Linked DNA regions of Mus musculus: regions 1 and 2 are each linked to region 3. The links are chromatin contacts, called in public promoter capture Hi-C maps. All regions are on one chromosome and are shown on one strand. Each heading gives the region's core, a stretch centred on a gene start, on an enhancer-like site or on the middle of the called end of the contact. The rest is flanking DNA. Distances are from core to core; before and after follow the strand shown.

Region 1 (4,060 bases), core at 568-3,067, 310 kb before region 3:
CCACACTAGATAACATGTATATATGTCCTTACAACTTTTTTTCACCTCCATCCCTCACACTTCCTGACTATGTTTAGAATGCCCTACGGTTCTGCCTTCTTCACTTCCTGTTCCTTTCTCAACTCCCATAATGGCAACCCTGAGTTGTGAAAAGAACAAATTTGAGGGAGAATTTAGCCTATTACATGTATTTCTCTTTGAAAAAGACCTTGTTGCTTGCCTTCCATATTCCAGGACAATGCTCTGTATTTCTGGTCTAGGCAAGAGAGAGAGAGGCCAGGTTGCAGCAGGTAAGCAGGTCAGGTTGTTCAATTGTTCAAAGCAGACCTACATAAGGTGAGCATGGGAGAACATGGCCAACTTGTCCAGCCCTAGCATCAACTGCTCCTAAGCCAGAGAGCCCATTGATCTCAGCCACTGACTGGCACCCTTCCAGGGATAACTATGTGGGTGTGGCCTAGACTTATGGGTCCTGATCTCCCTTGTGGGTTCTTTCTAACCATCTACCTCTTCCCCAGGGCCCACATCTTTCCCTTTCAAACTAGCTCTTAAACCAGCTTATAAAACCTCTTGGGAGGATCCCAGAACAGAAAACTTCCAAATTAAGGGATTACTTCACCAGAAACTATAAAATGTGGTAGGTTGGATACTGGCTCAGGGAGTTAAGACATGTTCAAAATACACATGCCCATTCAAATAGAGGGATGGAGACTTTCTGGGCTAGCCAGAGGAAGGTGGCCATCCTTACCATCCCAACAGATCTTACTCCACAATAGCCACAGAGATCATGAGATAGCTGTATAATAAAGGGCATAAACCAACTGGTATCACTATCTGTGCTGCTTCTCTGAAGGATCTGGGGAATACAGAGATCTTAAGTTCAATTCTCAGCAACCACATGGTGGCTCACAACCATCTATAATGGGTTCTGATGCCCTCTTCTGGAATGCAGGTATACATGCCGACAGAGCACCCATGTTCATAAAATAAATACGTCTTTTTAAAAAAATGAAAGAAAGAAAGAGAGAGAGAGAGAAAGAGAGGGAGGGAGGGAGGGAGGGAGAGAGAGAGAGAGAGAGAGAGAGAGAGAGAGAGAGAGAGAGAGAGAGAGAGAGAGAGAGAGAGAATACTCTACTTGATGAAAGGAAACTAAGAAATTCACTTGGCTGGAGACAATCAAGAAGGCCAAGGCGTTGAAGAGAGATTGGAACTTTATTGAGACGTTCTCCCTGATGAAACCAGAATGGAAAGAACACTGGAAAGGTCAGCCACTGTTCAGGCACAGACATCTCTGAATCCCATGCTTCTCCTGGGATGAAACGCCCATAGTCAGAACTTGCTCAGAATCCATCTCTGCAGAGCTGGGCAAAGGATACGTGCTAAAAACCTGTACTGACAGTCAGTGGCCTGTGGGCAGGAGAGGAGCAAAATGGAGACAGAGAAGAAATAGATGGAGAAAAATCCAAAAGGAGGATACTACTGGTAAGGTGTCTTCCCCCAAATGCAAATCCTGTAAGAATTAATTGGCCTTACGTCATCTGCTTTCCTCCAAGCATGCAGGCACTGACAGCCAGGACAAGGTCCGTACAGTTCAACCTTTTCCCTGGTTTCTGCAAAAACATTTGCCACACAAAACCCACAGGCATGAGGGGCATGAAGGAGAAGGGTGGGAAAGACAGTCTCTCCAGAGAGCACATGATAGAGAGAAGAGGGGAGGAGTTTGGGAAGAAAAATCCAAGACAGATTGCAGCTCATCTGCCCTAGCCATGAATAACTGTGACGGGAGAAACTCACTCCTTGGAAACGGTGTCCTGGCAGCTCTGGGGCTTTTGATTTGTGGCAGATCCTGGGCCCTACATTGAGCCAGAGCAGTAGCCTCCCTTAGGAGGGGGCACCAGACTGCCAGGAATTCAGAGAAACACAAACTCCTAAATTGAAGTTCTCTATGTAGTCTCCATTGATTACTGCTTATGCTACCTACTTGATCCTTAGGAGGAATGACTGGCTCAGCTCTCCAACCTACTTTCCTTCTGTTCTAGATGACACCCTGGTGCTGGCGGATCCCAACCCATGCCTCACAACTAAGGCCCCCGGGAGAGCTTGCTCCCAAAAAAGCAGCTGGCTGTGCTCAGAGAAAGCCCTCAAGGCAGGCTGAACTTCACCTTGCCCGCTCCATCAAAAATCTCTTCATCCTCCCAGAGCCTCTCACTCCCCTGCACTTCAAGGTGGCAATGTATGTGTGCCATGCAAGACTCTCTGGAGTCCTCTCTCTGTGCCCTCAAGTCTGACGCCCTCAAGTGCACATTCACTGGTGTTTGAAGGTCCTGGCTGTCCTGACTGCATTCAGTGGGCATCTGCAGAAGTTCAGGTTGAACCTGAACCTCAGGTCTTATCTGGCACCAGTGCCAATGCCAAGGCTGGTACTGGTTCTGATTCAGGGACTTTTTCTCAGTTGGAAGTATTAATGCATCAGGGAATGGAGAAGAAAGGAAAAGAGAAACCATGGTTCTGGGAACCAGAAGAGACATGTCCTCTATCAAGTGCTCCCACAAAGAAGCTGTGGACACAGCTTCCCCTGAAACTTGGGAGAATGTCTGTCCAGAGAAGCCTCCAAGGACTAGGAGCAAGGTCTCCATTGTCCTCTCTGAAACCCAACACCTCTGTGATCTGAGCTTTCAAAGACATGCAACATACAAAGATACACCGCAAACCAATTAACCCCGGGAGTGCTTCCAGGACCTTCATGTAAGTCACATAAGGAGGGAAAGTACCTGAGTACATCACCCGCTCACTCTCCTTTTAGGGACAACTAAGTATCTAAGCTCTCCAACTGGGACATCAATGAAATTATACTTGGGGTGGCAGATCAACATCCTAATTTGAAAACTCATGTTTTAGTTTTCTGGATGCCCCACCCCTTGGGAAAACATGGAGAAGATTCCAAGGTTGGGCTCAAAATTTATGAAGATTAGACTCAAGAGTCTGTCCACTTCTGAAAATCAACCCAAGCTTAGGAGGGAGCCAAGGAGGGACAGGGATCAAACAGAAGATGTATGTGTGAGGAGTTGACACAGACCTGAGAACCCTCTATTACTCAGGAATTTTCCACTGAGTTTAGCTTATTTGACCCTCGTTATCTTATTATTCATTAGAATTTAGCTGCTCTCTGTCTCTCTAAGACAGGACCCAGAAAAAGCAAAGGAAGCCTTGTAGACTGGCTTGGCCTGTGTCAAGGCCTTCTAACTGAAGCAATATGACAAGCACACTATAATTCACAGTTACCACTCTCCTCCCTAGAACCTTCCCTGATTCACCAGCCTCAATGAACTCCCAAATCTCCAATGCAGACTGATTGTCACCAGTATGGCTCAAAGGGTTAACAAGCCAGGACTTCTGAGACAGTTAGGACACAAGCTTATTCACCAGTGGGGACCCAAGAATAGCTACACAGAAACTAGTGCTTCTTGTAGCGATTCTTTGGGGTCTCACCACAGCCTGTTTTATCACAGTTAGGAGCACCTGGATTCTTCCCAAGCCCAATGCTACCCAGAAGGCTGGGGAGCTCCTGGGTGATGGCTCGTTCAATCTTCTCCAGGAAGCAACCCCCCATGTAGGAGCACTGCTGAGAGAGGAGTTTGAAATTGGAAATGGGGTTGATGCCAAAGAAGTCCTTATAAGCCTCACGGTTGGGAAGGTCAAACTTGCTGACATTGGTCTTTGCCAGGATGGTCTTGAAAATATAGAATTTATCAGGATCTTCCACAATGTCCTTAAAGACCAGTTCCCCATCACTGAAGAAGGTCATTTTGTCCTTGTAAGTCTGCAGATAGCGGTCAACTAAAAGGGCATGAATTCGGACTCGGATGGCATGCTGTCGAATAAAAGCGATCTTGTTCTCTAGCCTGTTCTCAATCACCTGGTTCAGGTCTTCCAAGAGAGAGATCTCTTCTTTGAGGAACAGTTCCCGGTGGGTATCAGGCTTATAGTCCTGTGGCCAGAAGGAGCTGACGTAAACCCGTGGAGGTTCCGTGACATTGATGAGAGGGGCCAAGCTCCAAAA
Region 2 (3,813 bases), core at 544-3,043, 370 kb before region 3:
GCTCCCAGTGCAGGGCCCCAGGGCCCGGAGAAGGGTAGCAGTCTTCGTTTCGGAAGTGGTAGCCGAAGGTCTCAAAAAGGACAGAATAGACCACCCCCAAAAACAAGCTCAGGTACAGAGGTAACTGCATGACTGTGTAGAGCAAAAGGAGCACTTCGATGCATATGGAGAAGCTTCCTACTTGAGATAAGCAAGTGTCCGCCGGAGTGGCCGTGAGAGTATGATTGGAGCTGTCAACACGTCCTGACAGAGGTGTCCAAACCTGAAACTGCGCAGCCAGGGTCAGGGCGAACACCAGCAGGGTGAGAGCCAGCGAGGTCCACGCATAATGCCGGGCGTACAGCTTGGTGAAAGTAAACAGGAAAAAGCCCACACACACCACCAGGAAGCACAGAGCTGGGACCACCATGACAATCACTTTGGATTTCATGTGGACAGCGAAATAGATGCTCCAGAGAAGGCAGGCGAAGCCCACATAAAAGAGTGCGTACCGGAAGCGGCGCTGGGTCTGCGGAAAGCAGCGCTCCAGGCAGGCCTCCTCCAGGTTCATGGAGTCGAATTTGGGGTCCCACCACCGGCTGGAGGCCCTCTCAAAAAGCTGGGGCAGCTTCTTCTGTCTGCGCAGGCGACCCCCGCCGCCAACCCTCCGGGGAAGGCCCCCTGAGTCTCCCGAGCTGCTACAGCTGGAGGAGATGCTGTACTTGCAGTGCTTCGGGTGGGTGTTGGAGGACAGCTGCTTAGGGTTGATCTTGACCCTCACGCTGTTGCTGTCTCCGCTTGAGTCGCAGCTCACCTCGGTGCTATGGTGATGCAGCAGCTGCTGGTGGGGTGAGGAAGCCATGTTGCCGAGCTCTTGGAACCTTTCCCGACCAGGTCAGGGGCACCTGCAGGCAAAACCAGCAGAATTAGAGCGGCCTGACTACACACACTCCCGGAGGGCCACGCGACCTGTGCTTGTCGCGAGTGCGAGCTCTGGCGAGCCACTTGGGAAGGCACCACCATATGTTCACCAAAACTGCCCATAACGGCGCATAAAAGCGCCAAGGCGAGCGAGAACCGCACGGGCCGTACCTGGTGCTCCCAGGGTTCTCGTGCCGCGGCCGCGCTGAGTCTTGGGTCCCCGGCAGCGCTGCGCTGCGCTCCCCTCGGGCGCCGTCGCCCGCTGGTGGCCTCTCCCCGTGCAACTCCAACTGCAGCTCCAGAGGGAAGTTCAGACCTTGAGCGCTCGGGGCACCGGGAGCAGCTTTCGCAAAAACAACTCGGGAGGCGAGCAGCGCTTCATCCTGCCGCAGCAGCGCCCGGTGCGTCAAAGCGCGCGGGCCAACCTGCGGCTCCTGCCGCGTTCCGTCCCCTTGCGGCTAAGCACCAGCGGGCTACCCTGCCCCGCGCCCCTGCTCGCGAGCTTGAGGAGCCCGAGGGCCGCCCGTCCGAGCGGCCGGTCTAGCAGGGCCTGCTGCCCGCAGCCGAACGCACCCCGGCCCAGAGCCGAGCTCGGGGCACTGCGCGGGCCCCTCCACAGACCGCCGTGCGGGCTGCCGCAGAGCCTGACTCCCGCGACGCCGGCTGGCCAGCACGCCGGTCGTCCGCACGCCGCGCCCACGCCCCAGGGGCCCTGCCTGAGCTACAGATGCCGCTGCGGCTGCGCCCGCCGCCCGCTCTCCCGCAGCCGCTGCCTCAGGTCGGAAGAGTAGCAGCCGCAGCCGCCGCCACCACCATCTCCGGCCCCCTCCTCCTCCCCCTCCCGCTGTCACTGACAGACGCGCGCCCGCGCCGCCCCTCTCCTCTGCCGCAGCGCGCACGCGCGGCCCGCGCACGTCACCGCCGGGTCCGGGACACGCGCACCAGCAGCGCGCCACCCCGCCTAGGAGCGCGCGCCCGGCTCGGGGCTGCAGCGGGGCGGGGCCGGGCGGACGCGCTCTGGGCGCCGCCCTCCGCCCTGGGCTGCTCCGAGCCTGGGCCGCCTGCTGTGGGCACCAGGCCTCCGCCTTCTTCCGAGGCCTTGGCTGCCTTTGACTACTTGCCCCGCAGCCTGGCCCCCAAGTCCGCACAGGAAGCATCTAAGCGCAGTTTACCTTTTGGATACATCGAAGTTTTCAGTCCCTGGCTTTGCTCGATTGTGACCTCCCTCCCATTCTGCCAGCAATGTAGGAGTGTTCCCAGTGGTGCTAGGCCCCTCTGAACTTGCTGGGGGATGGAAATGATCATCACCAGCCAAGCCACTTCTGATAGCTTCTAAAGTCGAGCACCACTGAGGACCACCTTTGCCAACCCCCTGGGGAAGTTATCTTCCCGACTTTGAAGATCTTTCATTCTTCACATGAACAACTGTTTTTCCCTCTCCACAAGGAAAACGTTCAAAGAAATCAGCTTCCCATTAATAAGTTCTACATTGGTCTGTGTAAACTCTGGCCTGAATAAACACAATTCTATATTCTCTGGTCGCACCCTGGCTGCCACACCGTACAGTGTTTTTCTGCAACCACAGGGGACTAACTGACCCTTCCTTCCCACAGCTCTCGGGGCCCATCCCAGGCATCCACAGTCACTGTGGAATTCAGGAATAGGAAGGTAAAATATAGACTATCTATACAACCGAATATTATTCGACTATAAAAATGAAGTACACTTGCTACAACCTCTGAAACACACTGGGTAAAAGAAACCAAACACAAGAGGCCACATATTGTATGATTGTATTAATGTGAAATGCCCAGAACAAGCAAATCTATAGAGAAAATACAGGTGATGGATGCCTGCGGTTGTATGAAGTACTAGGTATTGACTACACTATCAAGCCTGGGGGTTCCTTTTGGGGTGATGAAAACATCTGGAACTAGTGAGAACACAACGCCGTGGATTCTGTAGTAGGTATACTTCATGAACGTACTAGTGTCTTTGGATTGCTTTAATGATAAGTACAACTGCATAAATGGTAAGTTTTATGCAGTATGTATTGCACCACAATAAACAGGAACTTTTTAAAGTAAACGTGTCATTGTTGATATATTCCAGCTCAAAGTGCAAGATGTCCATCTAATTATGAGAAAACATCTGAGGAAGGAACTTAATCTGAAAAATACTCCACAACCAAACTGCCAAGTGCTCTTCACAGTGCCAGAGTCACCAAACACAGAGCCTAAGGTATTGTCACAAGTAAGGGGCAAATTGTCATTAAAGGGCAAAGTAGAACAGGAAAAAAAACAAAAACAAACAAACAAAAAACAGTGGGAAGGCAGCTGGTGAAACATGCAGTGTATTTAATGGCATCCCCATTAAATCCCACAGTTACCCAAGACATTAACAGTAGGAGAAGCTGGGTGTAGGTCGCAGGGGAACTCCCTAGTATTTTTACAACATTTTTCTAACTCTAACTTTTTTTCAGAATAAAGCTAAAGATAGAAAGAGATGTTTATTGAGCAGGAACTATGTGCCTCCTGTATCTGAGGTTTGGAAAAGCGGAGCACACACCAATAGCTAACAAGTAACAGTGGCCAGCTGGTACTGACCCGAGTATCCCAGTGCCAGAGACCAGCAAGCACTTTTCCTCATGACCTACTGTTGACCACAACCCCCTGAGGAAGATATTATTGCCCCTCACTTAGAGACATGAAGACAGGAACTGGAAAGTAACATGCCCAAAGTCCCACAAAAGGCAATAATAAGTTCATATTTTAAAAGCAGACCTCAGACTCTGGAAGCTCTGACAGACTTTGAAGCTCACTGTGACCCAGCACAGGCCCTGCCTGTCTCCTCTCAACCCACCTTGGTGAGAGGCTCTGAGAAACAAGTCTCACCATTTCCATTTTTCTCTCT
Region 3 (3,860 bases), core at 18-2,517:
GGGAGGCAGACTGATTTTCAAATAGCCAAGGGGAAAAAAAAAATCAATAAGCAACAAGATTTCTAAGTCTAGTTAATAATATGTAAGCTTTACTAGGAATGGAAATATACTATTATCTGCATGTACTTTGGCATGAAAATAAAAGACTGAAGGATAAGTACCCAATAAAGATATTAATTGTACATTCTAGGTGGTAGTCCATAGGTGTGCACTGTAAAGTTCAACGGTTTTTGTATGCTTTGAATTTTTCCTAACTAATGTCAAGGTAGAGGAGGTCTTTGAGATAGTGAGTGACCAAAAATATCTTTCTTATTATGAGCAGAGAGCAAGAAGAGCAGACATGTTCACCTCTTTCTTCCCACCCAACTCTGGTCAGCACCAACAAGCTAAGGACCAGAAAGAGCAGTCCTATTTGCCCAGAAAATGCCCTGTTTGGAGTACACTACAAAACTGATATAAAAACTACTGCATGCCCTCTCCCCAAAGTCCCTGATCCTTACTCCCAAGACACAGATTCTCAGTTCCAAGTGTGCATGAGAATTTCTGGAGAGCTTACTAAATGCAGATTTCTGGGCCTTACCCCATAAATACTCAAATCAGATCCTGGGGAATGGGGAAAGTCCAGGTCTTTCTGATACAGAGGATCCTATCCTGATCACTCCATCTTCCTTGACACCTGTTGAGAGGTCCCAGGAGACCCACCTTCTCCAAGGTCCTGGATGGCTTGGGGCTTCGCCAGCCCCTCGCCTTCCTAACGTCCTGCCGGAGCGCCACGTAGAGCCAAGTCTAGACCTGCAAACCGGCGGGGGAAAGAGGGCGAGACGGCCTCCTCCAGGACCGCCAAGGTCACCCGCGGGTCTCTGAGGCTTACCTCAGGGATCCTCCCCGACCGATCGCCGTTCCTCAACCCTCCATACCCCGAGGAAAATGGCTCGTACAGCCGTCGCTTACAGAAAAGTAGAAAGGCGTGATAATCACCCGAGTGGGCTGGCCCTTCTCTGGCTGATATCCCCTGTCTGCAGGCCCAGTTCGCTCGGGGCCCTGGAATGCTAGCCCTCGCAGCCCCGCAGCTGCAGCCACGCCGAAATCAACTGCCCTGATTTTGCGTGGCGTTTCGGAGGGAACGGACTCCACCACGACAACCCAGGCCCGTTTACCTCGAAATCCAGAAGCCTGAGGCCAGAGGGACAGAGATCTGCAGTGGTCCGGCCCGCTGCTCCGAGGAGCCCCTCTACCAGAGGACTCGCAGCACTCACCGCCCCCGCACCGAGAGGACCCTGGAATTTGTAGTCTTTCGGCGCACCCGCAGCATTCCCTGAGGCGGGAGCCTACAGCTCCCGGCACCCACCGCGCGGCGGGTGAGGGCGGAGCTCGGCGGGCTAGGTCACGCGGGCGGAGGGTTTCGAAGCCTAGCCCCCGCCTCGGCGTGTGAGAGGGGTCCCTTCGGAAGCCGCTTGGAAGTCTCAGAGGTGACTCACCGTCAGTTCCAGCCCCTCACCGGCCAAGCGCTGCCGCAGGAAAGGCTGCCTCAGCCCCGTAGCTGTCCAGAGGGAACCGCAAGGCTGTGGAGAAAGGCCCAACCTCCTGGCCTCTCGCCTTAGGGCGGGGCTTCGCGCCTCACGCAATGAGCTTGGATGACGTCAGTGGAGGCCCGTTGCGGGTGGGAGACGAACGAGTGGTAGTTCCCCAGGCCTTTATGATGGGGGGGGGAAAGGCTCGAAAGAAAGATGGTGGTGCTAGCGCTCCCTCAGGCCAGCCAGCCAGGCGTGCTGCGCACCCCAAGAGTTGAGGGAGAGCTACCACCCTTGCCCTAAGCTGCCTGGGCTTTCATGAAGCTGTGAACCACACCAGCTGTCCCTGCCCTCACACAGATTCCACTCTGACAGACAATACACAAATAAGCCACAAAATGACCAGCATCTCAAAGGAAAGCAACAGGATGTCCCAACAGAATTAGAGTGTTGCCTCTGAGTAGGGAAGGTAGGAAAGGCTATGTTGGGATGAGGTGTGAAGTAAAGAAAGAGACTGGCAGTCGTGGCGCACGCCTTTAATCCCAGCCCTCGGGAGGCAGAGGCAGGCAGGTTTCTTAGTTCGAGGCCAGCCTGGTCTACAGAGTGAGTTCCAGGACAGCCAGGGCTATACAGAGAACTCTGTCTCCAAAAAACAAACAACAACAACAACAAAAAAAAACAAAAACAAAAAAAAAAAGAAAGAAAAGAAAGAAGACTGGTATAGATGAACTTTTGAAAGGCACTTTGGCCAGCAAGGTGAAGACTGGAAGACAGCACCAAGGTCATCAATGAAGTTTGGATTTATTGCACATGGAAACTAAAGCTCTCTTCTTTTTCTTTTGTATTTGTGTGTGTGTGAGGCACGCATGTATGTCAAAGGGCAACTTTCAGGAGTCAGGCCTCCTTCCAGCATGTGGGCTTTGGTTCTCACTCAGGTCTTCCAAAATGGCAAAGACCCATGAGCCATCTCACGGATCCTTTTGTATGTTTAGGCAGGGTGTTCCTCTGAGTCTTTCAGGCTCACAACCATCCTCCTACCGCTCAGTCTGTCAAGTGCTGGGATTACAGGCAGGGAGACATCACAATTTGAGGAGTTTTAAGCATTAGAACTACAACTGAGTTTCATTGGTCACGGGTTTTGTACTGCACATTTCATCTGACCAGTAACATATTATTCCAAAATCAATACTTGTATTTTCACGTTTATTCATGGACATATGGATCCTGTGCATTGTTAACTGAGGTTAATTAAGAGCAACCTGTTAACAAAATATTGCATGTATAGTGTTAGTGGTTTTGTTGTTTAAAATGGCCCTAAGGGTAGAGTTGAAGTGCCATCTAGTGTTTCTAAGTAAAACTAGATTTGATGTCCTTTGTGTGAATTATACCCGTTAATGATTAACTTGGAATTACCAGTAATCATCAGTGTAACATTAAAGAAATAAAAGCACTTCCCCTTTGAGTCCTTCAATCAAGAACAAGCTCAGAGTTTTTTGTTTTTGTTTTTTCATTTATTTTATGTATAAGTTCTCTATCTGCATGTACACCTGCATGCCAGAAGAGAGCATTAGATCACATTACAGATGGTTGTTAGCCATCATGTGGTTGCTGGGAATTGAACTCAGGACCGCTGGAAGAGCAGCAATTCCTGAGCCAGTTCTCTAGCTCCACAAGTTTAGGTTTTAATTCTGTACTTCATGCTTCTTGTGCCTTCCGTCCTCTGTTGTCTGAATTTGTGACTGCTTGAAGGCTGTCTTGTGAAGGTTTGTTCCTGTGTTTTTGTGTCTCTGTGTCTGTTGTATGAGCTGTGTGTTTGTCTGTACCTAACAAAGAGTACTCTGTCTTATTGAATAGTACAGAAGACATCATGTGGGTTACAGTTATAGAAAACTTCGACAGTTTTACAAGGCGTTAAGTCACTGGGTCCTCCTGATCCCAACCCACCCAGATAAAAAAACACCATTGTTCAACAACCAATATCTTAGACAATGCTTTCAAACTTTGTTGTAGATTTTAAGAAGTTTCTCTCAACCTCTATTGCTTTCAGCAAATGATACACAAGTATTATCTGGGTAGGAGGCATGGAAGTACACATAATCTAAGATCATAGCTATGAGTTTAGGTTGTAATGTTAATTATTTGAGAAACCCAAGGCAAGTTAAGGATTATTACATTGCATTTTTTGTTTGGTTGGTTGTTTTGTTTTTTTTTTTTTTTTTTTTTTTGAGACAGGGTTTCTCTGTGTAGCCCTGGCTGTCCTGGAACTTATTCTGTAGACCAGGCTGGCCTTGAACTCAGAAATCTGCCTGTCTCTGCCACTGAAGTGCTGGGACTAAAGGCATGTGCCAC

Evidence for each region. Promoter capture Hi-C pulls out the DNA fragments that hold promoters and counts their contacts.
Region 1: a promoter capture Hi-C map of hippocampal neurons shows a contact between it and region 3, with 4 times the contacts expected there. The contact joins the enhancer-like site here to the promoter of Cdip1 in region 3. A contact is called at or near these places in 8 of 39 promoter capture datasets (the 3T3-L1 cell line, the C10 cell line, the HPC-7 cell line and 3 more), 11 of 484 Hi-C or Micro-C datasets (B cells, CD4 T cells, CD8 T cells and 7 more), 2 of 115 datasets of contacts at active chromatin or transcription factors (pancreatic cancer cells and regulatory T cells) and 2 of 9 other capture datasets (adipose tissue and liver).
Region 2: a contact with region 3 is called in a promoter capture Hi-C map of cranial neural crest. The contact joins the promoter of Adcy9 here to the promoter of Cdip1 in region 3. A contact is called at or near these places in 1 of 39 promoter capture datasets (cranial neural crest) and 1 of 9 other capture datasets (adipose tissue).

What each region holds. Positions count from the first base shown.
Region 1 is chr16:4,479,019-4,483,078 of GRCm38.p6, forward strand. It overlaps Srl (sarcalumenin), which reads right to left. Exons shown (of 7, transcript NM_175347.6): 7 at 1,194-4,060. The coding sequence ends at 3,455. Among named protein-coding and RNA genes, the nearest start is that of Srl, 42 kb to the right of the region's middle. Within about 2 kb of position 1,818, at least 12 of the 459 cell types and tissues checked have an H3K27ac peak or open chromatin away from gene starts, as enhancers often do. A contact at or near this core is called in hippocampal neurons, where this site is marked.
Region 2 is chr16:4,418,705-4,422,517 of GRCm38.p6, forward strand. Adcy9 (adenylate cyclase 9) reads right to left here and starts at 1,794. Exons shown (of 11, transcript NM_009624.3): 1 at 1,072-1,794; 2 at 1-884. The coding sequence starts at 841.
Region 3 is chr16:4,788,674-4,792,533 of GRCm38.p6, forward strand. It overlaps Cdip1 (cell death inducing Trp53 target 1), which reads right to left and starts at 1,268. Exons shown (of 6, transcript NM_025670.5): 1 at 1,158-1,268.